5 separate regions of the Sus scrofa genome follow, and all the other regions are linked to region 1. A link is a contact called in public HiChIP or PLAC-seq and promoter capture Hi-C data. All regions are on one chromosome and are shown on one strand. The core of a region is the stretch at or near the end of the contact, and the rest is flanking DNA. Distances in the headings are between cores, read along the strand shown.

The links. Promoter capture Hi-C pulls out the DNA fragments that hold promoters and counts their contacts. HiChIP or PLAC-seq counts read pairs in DNA pulled down with a chosen protein or histone mark.
Region 2: an H3K27ac HiChIP or PLAC-seq map of alveolar macrophages shows a contact between it and region 1. The contact joins the promoter of TXLNA here to the promoter of PEF1 in region 1. A contact is called at or near these places in 1 of 5 promoter capture datasets (liver) and 1 of 2 datasets of contacts at active chromatin or transcription factors (alveolar macrophages).
Region 3: a contact with region 1 is called in a promoter capture Hi-C map of liver, with 4 times the contacts expected there. The contact joins the promoter of KPNA6 here to the promoter of PEF1 in region 1. A contact is called at or near these places in 2 of 5 promoter capture datasets (fetal liver and liver) and 2 of 2 datasets of contacts at active chromatin or transcription factors (alveolar macrophages and skeletal muscle).
Region 4: an H3K27ac HiChIP or PLAC-seq map of alveolar macrophages shows a contact between it and region 1. The contact joins the promoter of TMEM39B here to the promoter of PEF1 in region 1. A contact is called at or near these places in 1 of 5 promoter capture datasets (liver), 9 of 47 Hi-C or Micro-C datasets (brain, fetal heart ventricle, heart right ventricle and 5 more) and 2 of 2 datasets of contacts at active chromatin or transcription factors (alveolar macrophages and skeletal muscle).
Region 5: a promoter capture Hi-C map of liver shows a contact between it and region 1, with 4 times the contacts expected there. The contact joins the promoter of KHDRBS1 here to the promoter of PEF1 in region 1. A contact is called at or near these places in 1 of 5 promoter capture datasets (liver), 1 of 47 Hi-C or Micro-C datasets (embryonic fibroblasts) and 2 of 2 datasets of contacts at active chromatin or transcription factors (alveolar macrophages and skeletal muscle).

Annotation. Positions count from the first base shown.
Region 1 is chr6:88,169,033-88,171,596 of Sscrofa11.1, forward strand. It overlaps PEF1 (peflin), which reads right to left and starts at 1,294. Exons shown (of 5, transcript XM_003127768.5): 1 at 1,191-1,294. The coding sequence starts at 1,214.
Region 2 is chr6:88,658,783-88,661,346 of Sscrofa11.1, forward strand. TXLNA (alpha-taxilin) reads left to right here and starts at 1,269. Exons shown (of 11, transcript XM_003127774.6): 1 at 1,269-1,423; 2 at 1,960-2,169. The coding sequence starts at 1,992.
Region 3 is chr6:88,609,847-88,612,410 of Sscrofa11.1, forward strand. KPNA6 (importin subunit alpha-7) reads left to right here and starts at 1,282. Exons shown (of 14, transcript XM_021095806.1): 1 at 1,282-1,678. The coding sequence starts at 1,675.
Region 4 is chr6:88,583,995-88,586,558 of Sscrofa11.1, forward strand. It overlaps TMEM39B (transmembrane protein 39B), which reads left to right and starts at 1,297. Exons shown (of 9, transcript XM_021095796.1): 1 at 1,297-1,446. The coding sequence starts at 1,443.
Region 5 is chr6:88,529,131-88,531,694 of Sscrofa11.1, forward strand. It overlaps KHDRBS1 (KH domain containing, RNA binding, signal transduction associated 1), which reads left to right and starts at 1,277. Exons shown (of 9, transcript NM_001243596.1): 1 at 1,277-1,760. The coding sequence starts at 1,379.

The sequences.
Region 1 (2,564 bases), core at 44-2,543:
AACCTGACTAGCAACCATGAGGACGAAGGTTCGATCCCTGGCCTCTCTCAGTGGGTTAAGGACCCAGCTTTGTTGAGCTGTGGTGCAGGTCCCAGACGTGGACCAGATCCAACATGGATGGCTGTGGCTGTGGCGTAAGCCAGTGCCTGTAGCTCTGATTCGACCCCTAGCCTGGGACCTTCCATGTGCCACGGGTACAGCCCTAAACAGACCGAAAAATAAATAAATAAATAAAATGAAGAGACTCTTTTGAGGGTCCTCCCAACACTGACCTTCTAGGAATCTAATAAAAATCAAAATACTAAAAGGTAACACCTGTTACACTCTTAGTAGTACCAAATGCTTTACAAGCATCATTTCATTATTCTTCATACCAGCTCTATGAAGTAGACATTATTTGGCCCTGTTTTACAGAGGAGGAAACTTAAGCTCAAAAAGGCAAAGTACTTTGCTCAAAGACTCAAAACTATTTAAGGGATGGAGCCAAGGTGTGAATCTTCCTCTGACTCCAAACTGCACTTCATCACTCTACCACTCCTGTCATCCACCAACGGATTCTGGCCACAGAATCACCCTGCTGTAGTGTTCTTGGCAGGATCAAATGGGCTGGCAAGTAGGTAAGAGGCATTTGCTGACAGCCCTGGGTTCTGCTACCTAACTCCCTGGTGACTAAATTCCATGTCCTCTCTGGGTTTCACTTTTCCTGTGTGTCAAATGTGGAGGTACTGGACTAACTCAGTAGTCAAACAAGCTCATTCATACTAAAACCTACTAAACCACAGTTTCTCCTGATTATTCAGAGAATAACCAGTACGTCAGGGGTGTATTTTAATCTGACGCCCCAAAGGATACCGACAGAACCAGTGCTCTGAACGTTCCGGTGACGTTGATGACCCCGCCCGGAGCCCCAGAGGGAGCGCAGGCCAAGCGCAGCCTGACTCCGTGGGGTCTAGGAGCCCCAAATCTTCGCGTGCACGACGTCACAGGGGGCGCGACACGACCTCCCCAACGTGCAGTCCTGCGTGACGTGAGCCAGGTGCGACTGACCATCCCGTTTCCCTTCTCTCCTGCGCGACACCGCCCCCTGCGTGGGAAAAGCGCGGAGGATGCAGGGAGAAAGCGAAGCTGGGGGTCCTGGCCAGGACTTGGCGAGACTTCTACCTATATTGGCCCACCTCTTACACACTCACCTGCCCGTATGGATAGCTGGCCATGGCGACTCTGACGTCACACGTCGGCGGGGGGCGGGGCTTCCCAGTCTCAAATCCGCCTCCTCCTGGGCCTGGGGGTGTGCCCTATTCTGATTGGATGTACCTGACTATCAATCCTGGGCGCAAAGGTCGACGGAAGTGACGCTAGAGGGAGGTGGTCAGGTGCCTCCCAAGGAGATGGAGGAGCTGAGGCTCCTATGTCAGTTTCCGGAATCATGTTTCCTGTACTGGCGCAGTAGTTCTTAAATTTTCTGCCCTAGAGTAGGCCCCAGAACTGGTCAGTCCCACGTATTTAAAGAGAAATTTAGGTGGAGTGTTACAGTGGTGGCCATGTTTTAACCTGGCAGATGGGACGCATGGTAGTGGCGTAGTTGCTGTCGTCACTCCAAGTTTTCCCCGGAGAAAGGCCCGGGCGGTTGCCGTGGCAACAGGGAACAGACCCAAGCTTCCAGGGAAGGCTAGAGGCTACGGGCGATAAGTACTTCGTTCTAATGTCAAGACACCACGTGCCAGTTAGTAGCTTTGGAGTGGGATCTATGGTATTTGGTGAGGCTATTCCAAAGCGGCAGAGTGGGAGGGAAATTAGATCTAGGGCCTCTTCTTTGATAAGTGGGGAAGCTGAGGTCCGAAGAAGCAATGACTTGTCCTAGTCACTGTGGGTTAGAGGCAGAGGGTAGCCTAGAACTGGGGTCAATGGATGCCACATTGCTCATCAGGGAAGTCTTGACTCGTCTCGAAGGTAGATAAAATTCTAGTTACTAAGTGACCTCATAGTCATGTACTTGCCTCTTGGTGGTTCAGGCATTCCACCTTTTTGCATGCTTATTTGACTAATTTGTTAGTTCTTCCATGTAGACACAGATTGTGTCTGGTTTTGCTTGTCATAATATCCACAGGGCCTCTATATTTTTTTATTTTTTATTTTTATTTTTTTGTCTTTTTGCTATTTCTTGGGCCGCTCACGCGGCATATGGAGGTTCCCAGGCTAGGGGTCCAATCGGAGCTGTAGCCACCGGCCTACGCAAGAGCCACAGCAATGTGGGATCCGAGCCTCGTCTGCGACCTACACCACAGCTCACGGCAACGCCGGATCCTTAACCCACTGAGCAAGGCCAGGGACCGAACCCGCAACCTCATGGTTCCCAGTTGGATTCGTTAACCACTGCGCCACGACGGGAACTCCTTTTTTTAAAATAAATTCATTAATAGTGTTACAAGGTGTTGTCCATTCCAGCCCATCTATCTAACTATCTAGCCAGGCACTTTCCAGAATTACAGTGCTGATCATGCTACTAGCCCACTGAAAAGTCTGCAGTGGCTCCTCTACCTGCCCAGCCCCTTCATTATGGCACC
Region 2 (2,564 bases), core at 19-2,518, 490 kb after region 1:
AGGCCAAGGGGATGAGGAGGATTGACAGGAAATAAAAGCAAAACCATTTAGGCATTAAATTTCAAGCACAGGAGTTCCTGTTGTGGCTCAGAGGTAAAGAATCCAACTAGCATCCATGAGGACACAGGTTCGATCCCTGGCCTCACTCAGTGGGTTAAGAATCTGGCATTGCCATGAGTTGCAGCGTAGGTCACAGATGTGGCTCGGGTCTGGCGTTGCTATGGCTGTGGTGCAGGCTGGCAGCCACTGCTCTGATTAGACCCCTAGCCTGGGAACTTCCATATGCCGCAGGTGCAGCCCTTAAAAAAAAAAAAAAAAAAAAAAAAAATCCAAGCACATAGGTTGCTGTGTTTTATTCTGTTGTCTACAGACAAATGGAAAAAGAATTGTGATTTCACATTTTGAGAAAAGCTTGGCTATTTTTCCCCTTTAGCACCAGTGCAACTGGGACTTGGTAGGAGTGGGCCAAAGAAAAGGCTCAGGAATCTGCTGAAACCAAACTTCCCCTTACAGGGCCTCAGCACCTTCCAAAGAGGGACTCAAGGTGGAAATGGGGATGGGAAATTAAGTATTTACTTTTCCAAGTTACCTTGACTCACCCTCAAGGAAAGCGCATCATGGTGATTATTTCTTCCTGAGTAAGAAGCAGGGTAGTCCAGTAGTTGAGATGGGTGCCAGACTTCCTGGCTTTGAAACTGCTCTAATCAGTCAATAGCTATGTGACCTTGGACAATCACCTAACAGGTGTAAATTGAGAGTAACAAATACTACAGTATTTATCTGGAGTAGTTACTGGGAAAGCTAGCATTCAAAGAACTACTGTTATTAAAATTTTCTATAGGAATACGGAAATCGAGGCTCTGGGAATGAAAAGAATGCCCGGTCACATAACAAATTAGTGATGAAATTAGGACTGGAAGGAATACAGATCTGATGTCCAGCACCGTATTTTATCCCTCGTCCTCAGAGTTCCTAGATAGTCACAGATATCCTCAGCAGGAGGGAAGGACGGGGTTGAGGTGTGCGGGGAAAAAGCAGCCAGGCGCAAGGCTCTGGGAGCTGAATCATAACTTCTGCGTGATGGAAAGGAGGTTGACGTGAGTACCAGTGCAGAATGACTGGCTGCTTTCGGACCTCCTGGGTCTGGGCTCCAAGAACGAAAGCCCTGTTGCAGCTTGGGAGTCGGGATCAGCCCGGTGCATGGAGGGACATGTAGTCCTTTCTGTCCCTCCACCCCCCCACTCCGCCTTCCCAACTCACCCGCCTCAGAGGCCGCCTTCGCTTCAACTTTCCCAGCAAGCCCCGCGAGAGCGCGGGCTATTGATTGGCCGCGGCGCGAGCAGGCGGCTCTGCCGGCAGCAGTTACCCAGGGTTTCCGGTGAGAGGCCAGAGCAGGAGAAGCCGTCGGGACGTCGGCGGTGGGGTGCGTATTGCGTCGGTTAGGGGTACAAGGCAAGCAGAGGGCCCGGGGCCCGACGCCTTCGGACGGTTCAGGGAATTACGCCGATTCCGCACGAGGACTCGGGCTGGAGTGCAGGGGCCGAGGCCTGTGCGCATGCGCGGGCGGAGCGCGCGGCTGGAGGGCGCGCGGGGCGTGGGTGGCTGCGCGCGCGCGCGGGGGGGTGGGCACACGTGGGGCCTGGGGGGCGGGGAGGAACCGGGAATCCAGCGTCCCGCCACGTCAGTCCCTGGGCCTGAGCCTGTCCGGCGCACGGGCTGTGGTGAGAGGGCTGGGTTGTGCCGGGGAAGTAGCTTCGGGGAAAAAGGAGGCCTCCTCTCCCCTGCTGTTGGGCACACCAGACTTCCCTGACCGACCAGAGATAGGGAGCCCCACTGGCTCCCATCCGAGGAAGGCCGGTCGGTTTAAGAAGCTTTGCGGGTCCGGTGTGGAGATATCAGATCCAGGCTGCGAAGAATTGTTTAAAGTCTGGAAAATAGCAAGTGTATTTGTTTCTATAGGTTCTGCTCATAACCTAACGTTGCAAACAACAATGAAGAACCAAGACAAAAAGAATGGGGCTGCCAAGCAATCTGGCCACACTTCCAACCCCAAAAACACCCCGGGGCAACCGGAAGCAGGACCAGAGGGAGGCCAGGGGCGGCCCAGCCAGTCTGCTCCCACGACAGAAGCTGAAGGTTCCACCAGCCAGGCTCCAGGGAAGGCTGAGGGTGTGTGCCAGCTCTGCTTTTCCAATGGGCAGGGGGAGGAGTTTATGGTGCGTCAGTCTAGCTTCTGGGGTTAGAAGCCAAGGCCACTGTTTATCCAGAAGGGAGGAAATGTAGAATGAGGGGAGGACACCACTGAGTCCTTGAGTGCCCACTCTGCGCTGGGGAGTTGATAGAGCCTCCCACCCTAAGCACAGGGACAGAACTCTCCTGAGAGAAGCTTCTGACAGGATTAAGTCAGGTTGGCAGTCAAATGAGGCACCCAACCAGCAAATCAAAAACACCACTTTCAGCAGTGGGTAACTGCTATTCCTATTTGAGGCATTTCTGGAACTTTTTTTTTTTTTTCTTTTTTTTCTGTTTCTTAGGGCCCCACCCTAGGCATATGGAGGTGCCCA
Region 3 (2,564 bases), core at 32-2,531, 440 kb after region 1:
GGGAACTTGTAAGGTCTCTACTTTTAAAAAGATAGTAGGTGCAAGTGGGAGAACCTGGAGGCAGGAGACCAGTGAGGAGGCAGGTAAAATAGGCCAGCAGAGAATTAAGAATTCTGACCTTGAGCAGTGGCAGTAGGAAGAGAAAGATAACCCTTCCGTTCCAGATTGAGTCCTAGAGTCGGCTTTTTTTTTTTTTTTTTTTTTTTTTTTTTTTTTGGCCGCACCTGCAGCATATGTAAGTTCCCAATCCAGGGATCGAACCCCAGCCGCAGCTGCAACCTATGCCACAGCTGTGACAACACCAAGTCCTTAACCCACTGTGCCAGGCTGGGATCAAACCCATGCTGCCACAGAGACAATGCCAGATCCATAACCCATTGCACCACAGCAGGAAATCCTAGATTTGCCTTTTTGAGTTGTCTCCCTCAATGTGCCAGGTATATAACTAGAGATGGCAATTTGTTGGGACAGGACCTAGGCTTCCAAAAGATAGCTCCCTCTGGGGACAGGTGACTGGGAGACATAGCTTTCCTGTGTGGAAAGGAGAGGACTGTCATGCTATTATGCAAAAAGGCAGACCTAATGTATACCAGCCATAAATTCCATAATTCAAAAGACACATGAACACTCAGAGCCTCAATTTCCTCACCTCTTAAGAGGGAGGGGAATTCCCATTGTGGCTCAGCTGATTAAGAACCTGACTAGTATACATGAGGACAAGGGTTTGATCCCTGGCCCCACTCAGTGGGTTAAGCATCCAGTGTTGCCATGAGCTGTGGTGTAGGTTGCAGACACTGCTCAAATCTGACATTGCTGTGGTTGTGGCGGAGGCCGACAGCTGCAGCTCCGATTCAACCCCTAGCCTGAGAACTTCCATGTGCCGCAGGTGCAGGTGCAGCCCCAAAAACAAACAACAACAAATAAAGAGGGAGATCATACTCCTTGTTTTGTGTAACTCACAGGTCTGTTCACTCCTTTGTTTATTCACTCAACAATTACTTATGGTGCACTACCATGTACCACATACTATGCTAGGTGCTGAATCGCAATGATGAACAATGCAGGATCGACCTCTGCTCTCAGAGAACTTGCATTGAAGATAAATTAAACAGCTATGTCAACTATAAAGCATGGCATGGGTCTCATTATTTTTCTACTTCTTATCTCCCAATAAGATTGTAACTGGGTTTGCTCTAGACTTCTTTAATTCCTTATCTCTATATCCTTGAGCAAGTCACTTCCCCTTTCCAGATGATTCTTTTTTCATACCCAGCTCAGAATCTAGGCGTGGTTTTTTAACTAGGAAAGGTAGGAATATCTTTCTGGAAGAAAAAGTTTCTAGGGGAGGTAAACCTCACTACAAAGAGGAAACAGAACCAGAAAAAAACTGAGAAACCCTAAGCACGCTTAACTCGCTTTAGTAGATATCCCTCCCAGCTTCCCTCCACCCACCCCTTTCATCATAGTCCATCCCTATTCTCCGCCTTTAGTAGCTGCTGTCTCTTTAAATGCGCTCCACTGCGTAAACTAGGCGGTGGAGCTGAAAGCGCGATTCTTCCCGGGATCGAGTGTTAAGTTGTTTGTCCGTTTCGGGCTGCCGTCCTGCAGATCCGCCATATTGTCTACTGAAGCTGCTGCCGCTGCCGCCGCCAAGTAGGAGCGAGCGGAGCCGCGATGGGTGAGTAAGGAAACCAAGCAACTGGGGACTCGGGCTGAGGCGGTCTCGGGGCTTGGGGTCTGGCGAGAGCCTGTCTCTAGTCTGCAGAGGATGTCTTAGTCTTTCCAAATAGGTTTGAGGGAGAGAAGCCAGGCCGGGAGCGCTGCTCAGGCCAGTTTGGGGCCGGGTTAGGGCCCATGCGGGGATCAGTCTTTGGGGGGCTGGTTCCAGGAACACCTTGCTACTCCTGGAGCCCCCACGTGGTGGCTCTGGGCTGGATTCCCCTTGTTCCCGGGGGCTGGAAGGGGGCCGACCCTCCGGCCTGCTCTGAGCCAGGGGCTGGGGGCCGGGCTCCTGGTGGCAGGCCCGGGCGGCGTTAAGGGGGCCCTCTCCAGGCGTGTGTCTGACCGACGCGCCTCCTAATTAGATTCACTGGTTCCCCTGAACTCAGGCAAATCCTGCCTACGTCGCAGAGGGAGTCCTAGGGCTAAGGGACGCCTGCCGAGCCGGCTGCAGGCCCTTAACCAGGGGCAGCCTTGCCGAATGCAGCCTGGGCCGCCGAAGGCCGGGAAAACTTCCAGAGCCGAGGCGGAAATGGGGTGGTTCGGTTGGGTTCAGAGTGACAGCCTTCATAGTGGTAGAATACCACTGCCAACACCTCGTAGCCATATATAGGTCGGAGACCTTAGGTCTCTGGGCCCGGCACTGCTTAGGAGAAAAGGAGCGACCTGTTGCTCTTCCTAAGGGGACTCCAGCTAGCAAGGCCTGTGCCCAGAATGCGGTGGCGAAGTCTTTGGACGTAGGAACAGAACCATCAGGGGTACTTCCTCTCCAGCAATAAAAACTATTAAATTTGCTAAGCTCTTCCTGTGTGCAGGCATTGTTCTGATTGCTTTACATGTCACGT
Region 4 (2,564 bases), core at 47-2,546, 410 kb after region 1:
AATTAAGTCTCCAGCATTGCTGTGAGCTGTGGTGTAGGTCATAGACGCTGCTTGGATCCCACGTGGCTATGGCTGTGGCTGTAGCGAAGGTCAATTGCTGCAGCTCAGATTCAACTCCTAGCCTGGGAACCTCCATATGCTGCGGGTGTGGTCCTAAAAAGCAAAAAAAAACAAAAAACAAAAAACCAAAAACCACAAAAAACAAACCCAAAACAGAAAACACACACATGCACAAATAAAAAAACTAAAACAAAACTGTTCTACATGCATTATCTCACTTAATCCTCACCAAGACCCTTAAAGTGAATATTACTAGTAATGAGCAAGAAACAAGATTTCAAGTCTTGGAACTGGCAAAATCAGGATTTGAACTAAGGTGGTGAGAGAAGAGCAGGGTCAGATAAGAGAAATAACTAGAACTTAGGGTCAGCAAGACTAGGTGGAAGATTGGTTGTGGGGGTTGATGGAACAGAGGAAGTGACTCCCAGGTTTTGATTGGGGTAAACGGAGGAACAATAAGGCCAAAGAGAAAGATGAAAGCCTTGGGCATCTATCCAGAGAAAACCGTGACTCAAAAAGACACGTGTACTCCAATGTTCATTGCAGCACTATTTGCAATAGCCAAGACTTGGAGACAACCCAAATGTCCATTGACAGAGGAATGGATAAAGATGTGGTGCATATACACAATGGAATATTACTCAGCCATTAAAAGGAAAGAAATAACAGCATTTTTAGCAACATGGATGGACTTAGAAATTATGCTAAGCGAAGTCATTCAGACAATGAGACACCAACATCAAATGCTATCACTTACATGTGGAATCTGAAAAAAAAACACAATGAACTTTGCAGAACAGATACTGACTCACAGACTTTGAAAAACTTATGGTTTCCAAAGGAGACAGGTTGGGGGGTGGGGGCATGCGCTGGGGATTTCGGATGGAAATGCTATAAAATTGGGTTGTGATGATCATTGTACAACTGTAAATGTAATAAATTCACTGAGTTCAGAAAAAAAAAAAGCCTAATTTGCGACAAAGCGAGTTTTGAGGCGCCAGTGGACCACTCATGGATGCAGGAACCGAGAGGGGTTCTGACCTCCTCCCTTATCTTCGAAGAGGAGCTGAGAGAAGGTACGCAAGGGAAGAGCAGGAGACAGCTTCCCTCTCTCTTGGGTTATTCGGCAGCAGCTGCAGGAAGGGTGTGGAGGACCGCGAGACAAAGAGCGCGCGGCTCTGCCTTTGTCCGCGCGGCCCCTTTAAGAAGCGCGCCCCCAACTGCTAGCCCGCCTTGTATGCAAATTTGGCGGCGAAGCGGTAGCGCGCAGCTGATACCCGGGGACTGGGCTGCGGCGGTTAGTCCTCTCCCGGCCGCCGTCGCCTCCGACATATTGCCCGCAGAAGCTGCGGCGGCGAAGCAGAAAACGCCGGGGGGAGGAGATGGGTGAGCAGCGCGGGTCCGGCTTGGCCCGGCAACGGGCGCGCTCGGGGGTTAGGTTGGCCAAGCTGCTAATTGCTCCCCCACGCGGACAGGATCCTGGCGAGGGGAGGGGGAGGGGATGTGGTCGCAGAGGGACCCCGCCCCCTCCTTTCGTTTTGCGGGTGGGGCCTCTTGTGGGGGCGGGACATTGGAGCGGAGGGAGGGGCTTCTAAAATGTAGACGCTCCTGGGGGCTTTGGTGAGGACCCACTCTGAGGACTAGAGAGGGCGGGGTTTGGCAGTAGGCGTGGCCTTGATGCTAAGAGAGGCGTCCGTGTGCTGTAGGCCCTAGTGCAGGGGCAAACTTTCGGGGTTGCAGGGGCTTTGTACTGGGGGAGGTGGAGCAGGAAGGAGACCTTGCAGAAGAAGGGACCCCACTCTGGAACCGGGCTTCTGGGCAGAGAGAGCTTTTATTGGCTTGTAGGCAGGTTTTCTGGGCTGACAAGTGTGTGTGGGTGGGGCTTCTGGGTTGAGGGGCTTTATGTGGGTGCAGAGCTTCTAAAGAGGGGAGAGTGGGTGTGGGCAGAGCATTCGGACTGAAGGTGCCTGTGTGAGGTTTTCTAAGCCAGGAACAGTAGTGCGTGAACAGAGCTTTGGAGCTGGGGTCTGGTTGGGGGCAGAGCTCCTGGACAAGAACTTTTTGGAGATGTGTGGGAAGAGCTTCCAGGCTAGAAGCTAGGGCAGGGTGTGTGTGTGTGTGTGTGTGTGTGTGTGTGTGTAGAGCTTACAGGCTAGAAGCTAGGGCAGGGGTGTGTGTGGGTGGGTGGGTGGTTGTAGGTTGCTGTGCTGCCATGAGGAGATATGAACAGGCTATAACTCAGTGGGACTAGGGTGGTGCCCAGGATCTTTGTGCAGGGCAGTGCCTGGGACCTTGGGCTAGGCTGCTAAGCCTAGAGAAAGAGGTTGTGGGTCCAGCATTCTTCCAGAGCCCATATCCTTGACACTGTGCTCAGGCCCTAGGACCTGACCATGAGAATCCAGGATGCTCCTTGAGCTGGATCTTGGGTCCTGCAGGCAGAAACTTCAAGAGTACCCAGAAGTGTCAGCCTACAGAGATTTAGAGTATCCAAAAGGAGCAGTGTT
Region 5 (2,564 bases), core at 27-2,526, 360 kb after region 1:
AGGGGGATTAGCGCTCACATCAGTAGAAGGAATCACCCTAAAGATGCAACCATCACAGATTAAGGTGCTGGCCTCTATCCCACTTTTTTTGCGGACAAAACACATCTATGGAAAGCAGTACTATATGTAAAGAGCTAAAATGCTTCCTCTTTTAAGATGACTTCTCTGACCAACAGCTAACGTTCAAGAACCTACTTTAGGAGTTCTCCCCCTGGCTCAGTGGTTAACGAATTGACTAGCATCCACTAGGACACAGGTTGGATCCCTGGTCTTGCTCAGTGGGTTAACAATCTGGTGTTGCCTTGAGCTGTGGTGTAGGTCACAGACTCGGCTCGGATTCTGTGTGCTATGCCTGTGGCAAAGGCCAGCAGCTACAGCTCCGATTCGACCCATAGCCTGGGAACCTCCATATGCCGCAGGTGTGCCCTAAAAATCAAAAACAAAAACAAAACAAACAAAAAAAACCCCACTACGTTGAAAACCATGGGGTACTACTTGGCTTCCCTGCTCTGGTCTGGGGCCCCGTTTCCTGGCTAGATATCAGGTCCAATCCGAGCCCTCCCTCTTAGTTCAAGTCTTCCAATAGCCTCCAGTCGTCCCACTGACCGGTCCTTCCTCACTGCCCCCTTCCAAACTTCCCTTTCCTATTTCCACCCCTCAATCCTGCGTCAGACTCTCCCTGGTCGTCCCTTCCTCATCTCCCTGGCTCCTTTCCCTCTCCCCGTTCAGGCAGTCTCTCTCCCTCCTTTCTTTCTGGGCAGACGACGCCAGTGCTCTCTCCTTCCCCTCCCACGGCCCCCACGCGGGTCTCTTTTATTCAGTGACCTCCCCCCTTCCCCACCCCACTCCACTCCACTGAACAGAGGCACCCCTAGCAGTTCGGCCGTTGGAGGGGGCGTGGCCCTGGAGTAACAGGTCTCCCGCCCCACAGGCCGCGGGCCCGCGCGCAGACAAAGACATTCCACAGCCCCCGCCCCCTCCGCGCACCCGGCCAGAAGGGGGAGGAGACACGTGTCCCGCTAGCGCCGAGTCACGTGGAAAAAGAAAACGAACGAAGCCCGCGGCCACCCGCGCACGCGCACGCGGCTCCGGCCTGGCGGGCTCACAGGGAACACGGGAGTTGGAAGGCGACTTCTTCGGACTCCGCGGCGGTGCGCAGGCGCCGTGGCCCGACCGGGACTTTGTTCTCCGCGGAGAGACCCAAGGGCGGTGCCGGTTCCTGGTGCGCCTGCGCGCCGCCTCATTTCCGGTGCTCTCTTTCGCTGGGTCGCTTGGGTCGGCTTCGGTCGCCGTAGCTCCCGCTCTCCTACCCCCGCCAACCGCCGCTGGGGCCTCTGCCGCGTCGCTTCCTCGATCATTTGATCGGACATCCTCTCCAATGCAGCGCCGAGACGATCCCGCCGCGCGCATGAGCCGGTCCTCGGGCCGCAGCGGCTCCATGGACCCCTCAGGTGCCCACCCCTCAGTGCGTCAGGCGCCGTCTCGGCAGCCTCCGCTGCCTCACCGATCCCGGGGAGGCGGAGGGGGATCCCGGGGGGGTGCCCGGGCCTCGCCCGCCACGCAGCCGCCACCGCTGCTGCCGCCCTCGGCCACCGGTCCCGACGCGACAGTGGGCGGTCCAGCGCCGACCCCGCTGCTGCCCCCCTCAGCCACTGCCTCCGTCAAGATGGAGCCGGAGAACAAGTACCTACCCGAACTCATGGCCGAGAAGGACTCGCTCGACCCGTCCTTCACTCACGCCATGCAGTTGCTGACAGCAGGTAAGCGGGCCTCCGTGGTCCCTTTGGGTCGCCCGGCTACGCGGGGGCAAGGGTGGCAGTGGCTTTGTTTCTCTCGTTTCCCGCCCCCTGGGGACCGGGGAAGTCATGGACTCCCCTTCTCTCGTTATCATCTTCGGGAGTCTGGATTCCACTTTCCCATCCCGACCCAGAGTGCGAGGGAGAATTTCTAGGCTGCAGTGGAGGCCCGAAGGGGACTTGGCGATCTCTTAGCGCTAAGATCTTGATGGATTTTGTGCCGCGCTCCCGCCCCCTTGCCGACCCTTCCCCTCCCACCTCTTGCAGCTGCCCCGCGCTCCGAGTGTTCGGATTCTTCCAGAAATGAACCACCTTCTCTCCCTTCCCCCAAAGGGAAAGCTTATTTGATCGCTGGTGGCGGTCGGCGCCTGACTGAGGGTGTAGGAGGTGAAGACAGCCTGAGCCGGGAGGAACCGTGGGAGGGAGGGCCGAGGTGAGATGGGGTGAGGCTAGGGTGCCCTATTCAGCGCGCCGCGGCCGCGGCCGCTGGGGCCGGATCGGACTTAGTGGTAACTGGAGCTTGAGTTGCTCGGAGGCAGGAGCAACCTGTGGGAATCGAAGCTTAAGATTTTAGGAATCAAATTTCCAACTTGGGCCGATAAGGTGGTCACTGCTGCAGTCGGAAGATTGGACCCCATTCTTTTACAACGTGTGTTTGTCACTCAAGAGGGGGAAAAAAATAATAACGCCAGTGACAGTGAAAGGGGATGATAGAGGGAGGTAAAGGATGGTTTGCATGGCATTCCCAATAAGATGAGGAAAAAATTG